Linked DNA regions of Ovis aries: region 2 is linked to region 1. Evidence: chromatin contacts called from public Hi-C data. All regions are on one chromosome and are shown on one strand. The core of a region is the stretch at or near the end of the contact, and the rest is flanking DNA. Distances in the headings are between cores, read along the strand shown. Region 1 has its middle 6.3 kb from the start of TRNAC-GCA. Region 2 holds the start of ZNF746 (zinc finger protein 746).

What was found. Hi-C and Micro-C count contacts between places; a contact is called where the count stands out from the background.
Region 2: a contact with region 1 is called in a Hi-C map of hypothalamus, with 1.8 times the contacts expected there. The contact joins the promoter of ZNF746 here to the enhancer-like site in region 1. A contact is called at or near these places in 4 of 16 Hi-C or Micro-C datasets (blood and hypothalamus).

What each region holds. Positions count from the first base shown.
Region 1 is chr4:113,575,299-113,581,530 of ARS-UI_Ramb_v3.0, forward strand. No RefSeq gene overlaps it. Among named protein-coding and RNA genes, the nearest start is that of TRNAC-GCA, 6.3 kb to the left of the region's middle. Within about 2 kb of position 3,518, at least 10 of the 54 cell types and tissues checked have an H3K27ac peak or open chromatin away from gene starts, as enhancers often do. A contact at or near this core is called in hypothalamus, where this site is marked.
Region 2 is chr4:113,661,099-113,667,330 of ARS-UI_Ramb_v3.0, forward strand. It overlaps ZNF746 (zinc finger protein 746), which reads right to left and starts at 2,239. Exons shown (of 8, transcript XM_042248987.2): 1 at 1,989-2,239. The coding sequence starts at 2,012.

The DNA.
Region 1 (6,232 bases), core at 2,268-4,767:
GGGAGGGATTGGGGGCAGGAGGAGAAGGGGACGACCGAGGATGAGATGGCTAGATGGCATCACAGACTTGAAGGACGTGAGTCTGGGTGAACTCCGGGAGATGGTGATGAACAGGGAGGCCTGGGGTGCTGTAATTCATGGGGTCGCAAAGAGTCAGACACAACTGAGTGACTGAACTGAACTGAACTAGTAGTATAAATTGGGACTGTAATTGGTATACAATCTTTCTTGAGGGGAACAGCAATGTCAAACCAGAGATTAAAATAATTAATTCCCTTTGACTTGGTAGTAATTTCCTTTGTTGGAATCCATCCTTAGAAAAACCTGAAATATGAACAAATGTTGGCTCAAGGATATATGACCCCGTAAGTGTTATTTAAAATATTTAAGCAAATAAAATAGAAACTGATATGCCCAATACTAAAGAGGTAGTTAAGTGAGGTATGCGATATCTCCATGATCAAAAACTATTGGGACTTCCCTGGCAGTCCAGTGGTTAGGACTTCACACTGCAGGGGGCACCGGTTTACTCCCTAGTTGGGGAACTAAGATACCACAAGCTATTTAAATTTCATATAGTTCACAATAACGCATAAATTACACGCTGTCCTGTTTCTCAGTCCTGACCATATTAGAATCTGTGTGTGTGTGTTTGCACACGCTCAGTCGCTTGGTCACGTCCAGCTCTTTTGTTCATGGAAATTTTCAGGCAAGAACACTGGAGTAAGTTGCCACTTCCTATGCAAAGGGATCTTCCTGACCCAGGTGACAAACCTGTGACTCTTGCATCTCCTGCATTGGCAGGTGGATTCTTTGCCACTAGCCACCTGGGAAGCACCATTAGAATCTCCGAGGGAGGTTTAAAAAACCCCAATGCAAGGAAGAAGGGAACAGCTCAGTTGAGTGAATGACTAGGTCACTGATATTTTTAAAGCCAGGGGATTGTGTGTTAAATGACAGAGAGCATTATCTCAAATGTAAAAATATTTTCAGTACTGTTTTATTTTCATAAACTACCTAGAAATGTAAAAAATATTTGTTTTCCTTTTAAGGACATGGAAATATTTCTGAATCCAAATCAGGGCCTCTTAATCTATACTCAAATGCCCTTCTCAGGCCACAGCCTTAAAAGACCAGTCCCTCCTCCTGACCTCTTCTCCCGCCTAGTCATTCCCGAGACTCCATCAAGCAGGTACTTTCCATGGCTTCTCGGGAAGCCAACCTACCTTCTGGGATGCCCAAGTCCATGGACCTGCTGGCATCACTGTTCCTCTTGCTGATGCATTTAAATTTGCATCGTTCATTCCATGGCATAAAGATGAGGACTAAAAGCAGGGGGGATTATTGCTGATTCTAAAACTTTCATCTTCATACTTTCTACATCCTCCAAATTTTCTGCAATATAATGTATTACTTTCAAAATCAGAAAAGAAAAACAAATTTAAGCATATTCCCTTCCAGTAATTGCAAACAATACCATTTGCTATGATATAATTAATCAATAATTGCTTTAAGACAAAACATCTGGATACTAATTTGGGAAATATGCATTATAATTTACATATAACCCACTAAAGCTTTGATAAGGGATAATTATGTCCATTTTGCAGATGAGGACACAGTCTCAGAAAATTTCCAAGACACTCATTTTCAAGACCTCTTGGTCCAAGTTCCAGGCTGTTAACCATACTTCTTCCATCCTTTTGTAGCAAAGGTTGGGTAACTGAAAGAACAGAAGGGTTGAATCAGCCTCTGTAATCACCTCCAGGGATCTGAAACAGTTACCACCACATCTGCCCTCTGGTCCCCCTCCATGTTAGGCTGGATGTCAATATAAAATATTGATAAAGGCTCGATATGTTGAGTGTTTACTACTTTGGTGGGACTGCACATACCTCTTCTAATCCTCCCTTTGAGGTAGGTACAATTATTTTCTCCTATAAAGTAGCTCAGATTATTTTGTAGACGGAAAAACAGATACTGGAGGGGTTAACTGTCATTTGGTCATTCAACAAACTCTTGGGAAGCACCCATGGTGTTCTGGGTTCTAGTCTGGCACTGAGGGTTCAGCAGCGAACAGGCAAACAAGGTCCTTGACTTCATGGAGCTTATATCCCGAGAGGTTAGAATGACAAACAGCAAAACAAACAAATGAACAAAATCATTTCCGATACTGAAAATATTGTAGGAAAATAAAGCAGGTGGATGTGATGGAAGATGACAGGGTGGGGCGGTAGTGAGATGGGGTCATCAGGAAGTGACGATTGGAGCTGAAGTCTGAATGGTAAGAAGCCAGGGTGTAGAAATTTGGATGCAGAGCGCTCTGGGCTCTGGGTGGAGACAACCAAGGCCCTAAGGAGGGAGCTGGCTTGGCAGGATGGATGGAGGAATGTAAACAGTATAAAGGGACAAGACACAGGGCATCGAGGTGGGGTAGGGGCAGCCTACAGAAGTCTTGTAAGTTTTGACGGGGTCAGAGTGGAGCCTGCACTGAATGCAGGTCTGTCTCCCTATGGGTCCAGGGGCCCCTGCCTCGGAGACCTTCCTGATGGGCTCTTCAGTGGGCCCGACATGGGGCCTGTCCGATTGAGACAGGCTCCCCAGCTCAGTCTGTAAGCACCTATGGCCACGAGTTTCGGTCTGTTCGGTCTGTTCGTGTTCACCCAGGTGGCCTGGTTCCTGCTGTCACCAGGGCGACTTTCTGGAGGAGCAGGCCCACGGGAGAGCAACACGCTGTGACTCACGCACTTCGGGCCGGGAGCCCGAAAAACAGAACAGGGCAACCCTCGTCTGTGCAGCTCGAGAGAGCTTTCCCGAGGCAGTGACATCTCCAGAACACCCTGCAGGAGGAGGGGACGTGAGGTGGACATCAGCGGTCCAGGATGGGCGAGGGGGTGGGGGCTGAGCCAGGGGAATGGAGAGAAGGCAGGACGCTGGAGTGCAGGGAGAGGGGACGGCCTCTTGTGGGTTGGGCAGCGTCCCCTCAAACCCTTGTCCTTTTAGGAACCTGGGATGTGGCACTCCTTGGAAGTAGGGTCCTTGCAGATAGTTAAGTAGGATGAAGTCGTACAAGATCCGGGTGAGTCCTTTATCTAACATGATGACTGTCCTTATACAAAGAGACACAGAACTAGAGACACACGGGAACGCCAGGTGAGGACAGACGCCGGAGTGATGTGTCCACAGGCCCAGGACACGGTGGGTTGCCCACAGTGAAGGGAGGACTGAGGCGTGGAACAGTCTCCCTCAGAGCCTCCAGGAAGAACCAACCCTCATATCACCTGACCTTGATTTGGGACTTTTTTAGCCAATAAATTTCTGTTGTGTGAAGCCACTCAGTTTCTGGTACTTTGCTACACAGCCCTAGGAAACAGGATTTCCAACCTAGTGCTCGAGAGGCAGGCAGGGTCCTGATGGAATTCTGGATTTCACTCACAGAGCCAAGAGAGGACCTGCACTTTTAAAGGCTCCCTCTGGCTGCCCAGTGTTCCAGAAGCGCTGACATCCACTGAGAGTCAGCCCCTCAGTAGGACCCAGGGCACGGTCTCCAAGACACTGCCTGACCCGGTCATCACTCACAGGGAACCACATGTGGCCCTTAAATGCTGGGTGATTCTCAACCCCCATCCTGCCCAACCTTCCCAGTTTCCCAGCTTGGCCAGCCGGTACCCTACCTAACCTTCCCTCCACCCCACAAGAAGCTGAGCCGGTGTCCCTCCTGGAGAACGGTTTCGTAACATACATCAAAAGCCTTAAAAAAAAGGGGCCAATACCCTTTGACAGGGCAATGCCAACTTTTGGAAATAACTAAACATATTGGAAAATACATCAAGAAGCAAACAAATAACCAGTCGGGGCCCATCGTCAGCTTCTCAAGGTCCGCCTCCGCCTGGTGTAAATACATCTGCCACTAGCTCAACCGACTCGAGTCGGAGAGAAGTGGGCGAAACGGAGCGCAGCGCGGGACAGGGTCCGCATCTCTAATTCCCGGGTCCATTGCGGGGGCCACCCCCTCCTCCTTCGTTCTCCGCGATTTGCGGGGATTTCCTTTCCGCGCTTCTCCTCGGAGCGGCTTGGAGCCCACGGGGTGGGGCACGTCTCGGCGCTCCGCTCTCCTCAGAGCCGAGGCCTCCCCTCCGCACCCGCGGGCTCCCAACACTCGGATCTGCACAAAGAACGCGCCCCGCGACGCTCGGGGGCCCGCCGGAGCGTGGGGGGGCAGAAACACAAGAAAACCAGAGCGGCTTCGGCCCCAGGGGGCTGGTCCCCGGGCGCGCCAGGACGGCGGCGGGCCACCAGCTCGGTAGGGGAGGCCGGGCGCGCCTACGAGAAGCTCCCGCGCAGCGGACCCCGGGCTCCGGGCACGGCCCCTTCCTGGGCGCGCGACGGCGGCCCCGCGCCACCACCGAGAGGCCCCCGCGTTCCTAGAGCGGCCGCGGGCGGCCAGGTGCGGCGCGGCGGCCTCCGGGCTCCGGGCTCTGGCCGGCAGGGGGCAGCACGCGCCGGCCGCCGTCCCACGTGGCGCCCGCGCCCGAGCGAGGCCCAGGGCCTGGCGGTGGCCTGCGCGCGCTCAGGGCGTTTGGGCCGGCTGGTGAGCGGGGAGGGGTCGCGTCGACCGAGGAATCTGAAAAATGCAGGTCCCTAGAAATTAAGTTTACAAAATAATACACATTTATTTAGAACATAACTATATAAAGCTATAAAAAATCCAATCTTTAACTTAAAAATATATAGATTAAAAAAAAATTAAGGCCTGGCTCCATCATCCTGCGGCGTTGCTCACAGAGCCCTGGGGAACAGACGCAGTCTGTTCCCATTTCACAGGGGCTGACTCTCGGGGCCCAGATTGATGGAACTGCGAGGCCGTAGAGAGAGGCTGAGGACGGGCGCGGCAGTACCCTAGGGAGCCCGGCGGGCTCGGAGGGTCCCCAGGGAAGTCTTCAAGGGGCTGGGGGCCTGGGATTGGGAGAGGACTCTACGCAGGGGTCCCGATGTGTGTGTGTGTGTGTGTGTGTGTGTGTGTGTGTGTGTGTGTGTGTGTGTGTTACGTGTTGCCCCTGGAATCGCTGCTGTCCTGTGCAAACACAGGAGTGACAATCTAACAGCTCAGCCAGCCCCGGAAAGGGGGGAGGCCTCCCTGAATGCCAGGGAGATGGCACTCCTCCATGCCCCTGCAGTCTAGCTCTGCTGCCTGCCTGCCCTTGGACTCCTTATTGGGTCTCTGGGTGACCTTCCTTGGAAAGGCAGGGCAGCCCAGAAGGATTTCTGTCATCACTCTAAGCCACCCTGCGACTGGTTAAGAGGATCAGGCAGTGACCTGGGGATTCTACCTGATATTTGGGCTGAGATATCAGAGGGAAGGATAAATTTTCTGTGCCATCTTTTACAGGCTTGGATTAGCTTGAATGAGGAGATCATCTGCATCCCAACTGGACAGAAGTTCTGGGTTTTATTTGTGCATTTTTCTCGTTTCTTTCCTGCACATTTTCACCTGTCTTATTCCCTGCTTAATTCAACAGTAGAGTGCCTCGCTTGGACCAGATGCTGGAGCCAGCATGGGGATGACCTGAAGCCTGCCCTTGAGGAGGTCGAGTACATGTAGGCTGCCCAGGGCCCATGCCAGGGACAGGACGCTCTGGAGCCCAGGATAGCCCGGAGGGGAGCCCAGGGCAGCCCAGAGAAGAGAGACCCTCAAAGCCGCCCCCCCTCCCCCGCCATGCCCCGCAGTCAGGTTGTGTGTTTGAGGTCCTTGGGCTGCAACTTGGCCTGATCCTCCCTTGCCTCTGCAGTGGAAATAAGTGATGGCTGTAAAAATAACTTCTGGGATCCTTACAGCTTCTGACAGGGCTTTTCTGGACATCTGTGCTGCTATTTCCTTCAGCCTTCCAGGAATTCGTGGTGGGTGTTAGCCCGCCAGACTTCTCTGGTGAGATTTATAGAGGCTCACTGCAGAACCTGATACGGACATCTGCCTGGTAACGTAGAGGTTATAGAGACTAGAGAGGTGCTGTTGCTGTTGAGTTGCTCAGACGCGTCCAAAACTCTTGTGACCCCAGGGACTGTAGCCGGCTAGGCTCCTCTGCCCATGGGATTTCCCAGGCAAGAATACTGGACTGGCTTCCCATTTCCTTCTCCAGCAGAGGTGTAGGTGTACCCTAAAAGGAAGAAATCAGCTTAAATCCTGTGCCCTATCAAAGGAGTAAGCACGGAATGTGTCAATGGATACCTTAAA
Region 2 (6,232 bases), core at 989-3,488, 85 kb after region 1:
ACACACACACACACACACACACACCCCTGAAGGCAGGACCCATGAGTCAGGGAAGAAGACCTGATATTTATACCATCTGGCAGTGTCTGAGGGTCAATGAAACCTTACAACATTCTGAAAATCATTCCTAACCAAATGTCTGGTGACTATTTGCAAAGTTAAAATGGTGACTCATAGGAACCTGTGAGGATTCATTTAGAGAGTTGCTGAGAACCAGGACACGGGTGGACACCTCAGAAAACAGTGACAAGACAGTTTGAAAACAGGTTGGAAAAACTGTTGAGGACGGAGCATTTGGGATCCTGGGGTTGTCTGGAAGGCGGCTGGACCAACGACCTCTGACCTGAAGAAGGAAGACGGATCTCAAAAGATGGGGAGGAGCTGGACTGGTAGAGAAACAACTGGATGTGGGTGGGTCTCTTGCTCAAGAGGTAGGTGGTTCTGCCCTGAGGCTGTGGGGACCGCACCAGCCTGGCACCTTGGGCTGGCTCAGCCCTGCCTCTGAGTGCGAGGCGCCCCTGGGCACGGGGCGACGTTTCTTCCCTTCCCCTCAGTCCTCCTCTGGTGACCAGTCCCTGACATAGGGCCCCAGACACTAACAAGTGTCTTCACTTTATTGCCCAGCTCCATATCTCCTAAAATCCTACTTAACCTCCTCCAAGAGCATCTGACTGCCCTTATCATCTTTGTGCTGCAAGAAAAGGGCCTTTGCATAAACTCTGACCTTATAAACAAAGGCACCACCCAGTTTCCTGACATTTTAACGGGGGCCCAGGGAGCCTCCTAGAAGGCTTCCACACTATTTGGTGGGAGGAGGCCACTGCTCAAGGCCCTCTCCTCACTGAAGGGTGAGCGGACACATGGGGCTGGCCGCAAGGCTCCTGCCAGGGAAGCGGAAACTCTCCGCCTGGGAGCCACCGATGGGAAGAGAACGGCCAAAGCCTTCAGTGGCTCCCCACCAGGGATGATGCAGTCCAGGCCCTCACACCCCTTCCAACTCTCCCGCGGCCTCCTCTCCCCCTGCTTCCCTACCTAAACCACCTTTTCCAGGCAAACGGACTCCTCCTCGAACAAGCCGGCCCGGGGCCCGCCTCTCCGTGTCCAAGCCTCCTATCCTATCGGGAAAGCTCCACCGGGTCCGCGCACAGGCTGGTGAAACCCGAGCCTTCCCCTGCAAGCCCCACTCGCATCTCAGCAGCCCAGGCCCGGGCCCCTGCCTCTTTCGTGTTTCCCTTCGCCATCACCAAGTGTACCTGTCTGCTTGCCCAGAGGCGTCGAGTGTCCAGCACACAGAGCGACCCTCTCTTCCCACGCACTTGCCAGCTGTGCGATCCTGGGCAAGTTAACTTCTCTAGGCCTCGGGTTTTTCATGACAGTGAGGACCTACCCCCGCCTAGGTTTGCTGCGCGGACAAAATCACGCCTAACGGCTGGTGCGGCGCCTACCTCTACGAAACCGGGGGGAGCAGCTGTCTCCCCGCCCCGAACCGCCCCCCACCCCCCCAACCCCAGGAGCTGGGCGCGCAGAGGGGGACTCGGTGCCTGCGGAGTCGCGGCCGCTCCGGACACCTCCCAGGTGCCACCAGGCCGCTGGGGGGAGCTGGGGGGTAGCGAGCGGTGGGCAGAGAAAGGAGACGCGGGGTGGTGGTGGTGGGGGGCGCGCGCGATTGGGGGGGGCGCAGCGGATGGGGCGGGGGCAGGAAGCCCCGGAGGGCAGCAGGAACTCGGCGAGGGGCGGCCCGCGGTGCGGGGACGACCGGTTCCGCCGGGCTCAGGCTCGGCCCAGAACGGGGAGGTGGGGGCGCCCAGCCGGCCGGCGGGCGCCGTAGGCCCCGGCGTACCCCGCGTCCCGCTCGCCCGGAGCCCCAGGCCCGGCGGCCCGGCCCGGCCCCCGGAGCTCCTCCCCAGGGCCTGCGGCGCCGTGTGCTGGGCCCCGGCCGCCCCGGGGGCCCCCGAGTCCGCGCGTCCGTGCGCGCGGGCCGCCCTTACCGGAGCCGCGGCCGCCTCGGCCATGGCCCTGCGCTGTCCGGCCCGGCCCGGAGGAAGTCGTCGCCGCCGCCGCCGCCGCCGCCGCCGCCGCGCGGCCCCACGCAGGCCGGCCCCCGGCCTCTCCGCAGGCGGCGCCCGCTCGGCCCCGCCGTCCCCGCCCGCGTCGCCGCGCTTCTCGCTGGCCGGCCCGCGCCGCTCCGCCCGCAGACGCGCCGCCGCCGTCAGCGCCCGGCCGGTCCACACTGCATCCTGGGAGCCGGCGCAGGCCCGTGAGGCTTCCTGGAGGCAGCGCGGCCGCACAGCCCCACCTGCAGCCCGGAGAGGCGAACGGCAGGCGCGGCGCCCGCCCCGCCCCGCCCCGCCCCACGGCCCGCCTGCCCGCCGAGCCCCCGGACGCTGCCCTGCCCGCCGGCCCAGCAAACCCCCGACTCCCCCAACCCCTGCCCAGCCGACTTGCCCACACTCCCCCTCACCCCAGCTCCCGGCCCCCGCCAACCCACCGACTAACCGGCCGCCCGATCCACCGGCCCGCCGATTCTCCGGCTCCCTCGATCTACCGGCCAACTGGCGCGCCACCCCGCCGACACTCCGATCCCCAGGTTCCCCGACGCCCGGACCCACCGGCCGCGGCCAGGCGCGCGCTTAGACTCGCCGCTTGGACTCAGCGTCCGACCTGCCCGCGGGGCCGCGAGCGTCTCGGGCTTCGGTCCCCCTGCGCCCCGAGGGAATCTCCCCGCTGCAGGGACCAGCCGGGCCGCCCCTCCCCATGCCAGTCCCGGGAGGCCCGCGCCGTCTCCCCAGGGGCCGCAGCCACGTCGCCTCTGCGGCTTTGGGTCCGGGCCCCCGCGCTCGGGGCTTCTGTGTGTTCACTTCCTTGGCCAGCGGTCCCTCCTGTTCACCTTCGAGTTGAAATGAAAAACGTCCTTCCAGCAATAAGAATATAGTTCACTATATCCCGGTAGGCAGCACTTGCAACTTTCTCTAACGTGCGGGTGACCTATAAAAATGTTTTTTAATGCAGTGGACAACGGAACACGACACCAATACCTGAAATTATTTCGCTCAAAAAGTTGGTAAGGGAAGATGTTCATGACACTTTAAGAGAAGTCTGTCAAGGATGGTTATATGATTTTATATATTATGTATATAATATATATTAGGTATATCATGATTACATAATCATTGGAAGGTTTGGAAGCGTATGGTCTAAGTAGTTCTCTAACAATCAGACCGCAAGCCATTTTTGTGCATTTTCTAACTTAGATGCTTTACGTTTTGTAGTAACGACAGTAATGTTTTAAAAATATTTTGTAATAGCAAGAGTAGTATTTTTTAAACGAGGAGAGAAAAATAAGTCGCAGAACTCCTCTAAAGGCGAACCGGAACGGGCGGACAGAAAGCGACTCTGACTGACGCCCCCGTGTGGCAGTGCAGATGCATTGCCGCCCAGCATTTCTTCTAAATCGGACTCCTGGGCGGAGAGGGACCTGCGCACCACGTGCTCGGTACTCCGCAGGGCTGCGGCTCTGGCCGCCCCGGGCCTTAAGGTGCCCTTTGTTTTCTCACCATCGCCTGGAGCTGAACATGCCGCAAGGGGGTCATCCCGCATGCGTACTTTGTGTATGAACGTGGAATCTCCCCAGGAGGAGAGGGTGTGGGGGAGGCGACACTTTACTCACAGTGTTGCCTTTGCGGGAGGTCTTTTCGGGTGCCTGACTTTCTTTTTCTCACTGATGCTAGCTAGCCCAGCTGGTTTCTGATGTGCGCCCCACCCTCCGACCTTGCCTCTCAAATGTGGGAGTGTGATGGGGGATAGGGGATTCCTAATTGGAGCCCTTGCACCCTTTGGCCTTTTGGAGGAAATTCGTGAGCAGGAAAAGGCGACCCACTCACTGCAGGAGAATGTTCTGGAATCTGCCCCGGGCTCCTTTACCTTTTTTTTTCTTTTCCTTTTAGCTTTTCTTCCATATCATCTTTCCTTCCCAAATAACCCATCCCCTGTACCAAGGGTGCATCCCTGAAGCTTGTATAATTGGGGAATATGAAAAAAAAAATCTTCACAAAATTCCAAGTTTTAAAAAGTCCATACACAGGTGACACAAGGGATGCTGTCTGAAGCTTCCTTAGCTTCACAGAAAAGTCCTTGATTTAAAAAAAAAGGCTGTCAGAACCTAGCCAAGTCTTGTCTATGTTGGGCCTTGTGCAATGGGGTTACTGTGGGGAGAACTCAGGTTCTAGGATGTGAAAGTTCTATTATTTACTGGTTCTATTATTTACTTGGGCCCATCTGCCAGCCTCTCTGGGGCTCTCCTTGCTCACATGTAGACCCAGATTACATCAGGCTATTCTGCAAACCTTCCTGGGCCTGGCCTTTCTTTTGCACTCATCTGCTTTGACACTGGACCCAGCTGAACACTACTGGGTCCGCTCCTCTCACTGTGGCCTGTCTGGTGGTGACTCATGTACTAGCTTGGGCTTCCAAGGTGGCATTATGGGTAAAGAACCGCCTACCAGTGCAGGAGACAGAAGAGACTCAGATTTGGTCCCTGGGTTGGGAAGATCCCCTGGAGGAGGCAGGGCAATCCACTCCAGTACTCCTGCCTGGAGAATCCCATGGATAGAGGAACCTGGCAGACTACAGTCCACAGAGTGCAAGAGCTGGACACAACTGAAGTGACTTAACACTTATGTTCTCATGACACCATGTGTCAATCACCTCCCAGATTACCTTGGAGAAGGGGCTTCTTCATTCTCAAGGAAACAGAGGTGTTACCTCCATGGTGATGGTGCTTCTATGACGGGACCCATCACCTGCCTTGTGGAGGAGGAGAACAGCACGGGGGCAGATGCAGCCTGGCCTTCAGTGACCATCTGTGTGAATTCTTCCCAGGAGAGAAGATCTGATCGGGTTGGTTCTTTCATCTAATAGGTGGTGCCCCAAGCCAAGGCCCTCAAAGCTGGTTGGAGGGCAGAAGAGCACTGCTAGGCTAACATTTTGTACTTGGCAAAATAGCCAGCAGCTTTATGTAGAGAGATCTACCAGGGATTACCTTCCTCCAAAGAGAGTTGTGGGCATGAAAAGCCTATAGAGTTTGTGAGCCTCGTCCAGTGTCAGTCCTCATCTCCTACTCTGGCCCTTTGCACTGGGTACATCTCTGGGCAAGGACAGTGACTTGCTCCTCTTTGTATTCCCCAAGACGGGTAGACAGCCTTGCACACAACTGGTAGGAAAGTGTCTGTGTGTGTGCATGTGTGCATGCGTGTGCACACACATACACTAAATATACAGATATATATGTTTTCTTTTTTCTTCAGAGTCAACCTTGTAAAGTAGATAATGTTTGAACTGGATCTTGAAGGATGTTAATAATCAGAGAGCATCCCAGACCAGAGGATGGTAGCAGAGATGTGAGCTGGGGGACAGCATAGAAAAAAGGGGGGCCAGAGGGTACAAAGCCCGTTTCAGAGAAGGAACGTGATCAGTTAGGACTTTGAGTCACAAAGGAAAATGGACTGAGTCGTATTATAACAAGCTTTACAGACTTTATTCTGGGGGTGGGGGGCGCTGGGTTAGATAACAAAGGTCAAGCAGGGAATAAGCCAGTCACGGTGCTGACACAGAGATGTCCCTGAAGGTGATGGGCAGGAGGGGTCGAGAGGGATGTAACATTGGTCAGGCGGCTGCTACTGCAAGAGTCCAAGCGTGAGGTGAGGTGAGTTCTGACCAAACGAAGCAGGAGTGGGATACAAGGGGATGAATAGACTGGAGACCAGCACTTCACAAATGTTTGACACCGTGGTGCTCAAGGCCAGACAAGCCTGTGTGTGTCCTATGGTCTGAGCACTGCCTGAAAAACTCTTAGCAAACCGGAAGTTGTATTGAGTGGCCATGCTTTAACGATCCAGCCCAGACGGCACGTTAAAAAGCAGAGACATTACTTTGCCAACAAAGGTTAAGGCTATGTTTTTTCCAGTAGTCATGTACGGATGTGAGAGTTGGACTATAAAGAAAGTCAGGTGCTCAAGAATTGATGTTCTTGAACTGTGGTGTTGGAGAAGACTCTTCAGAGCCCCTGGGACTACGAGGAGATCCAACCAGTCCATCCTAAAGGAAATCAGTCCTGAATATTCATTGGAAGGACTGATGCTGAAGCGGAAGCTCTAATCGTTTGGCCACCTGATGTGAAGAACTGACTCACTGGAAAATACCCTGATGCTGGGAAAGGATGACAGAGGATGAGATG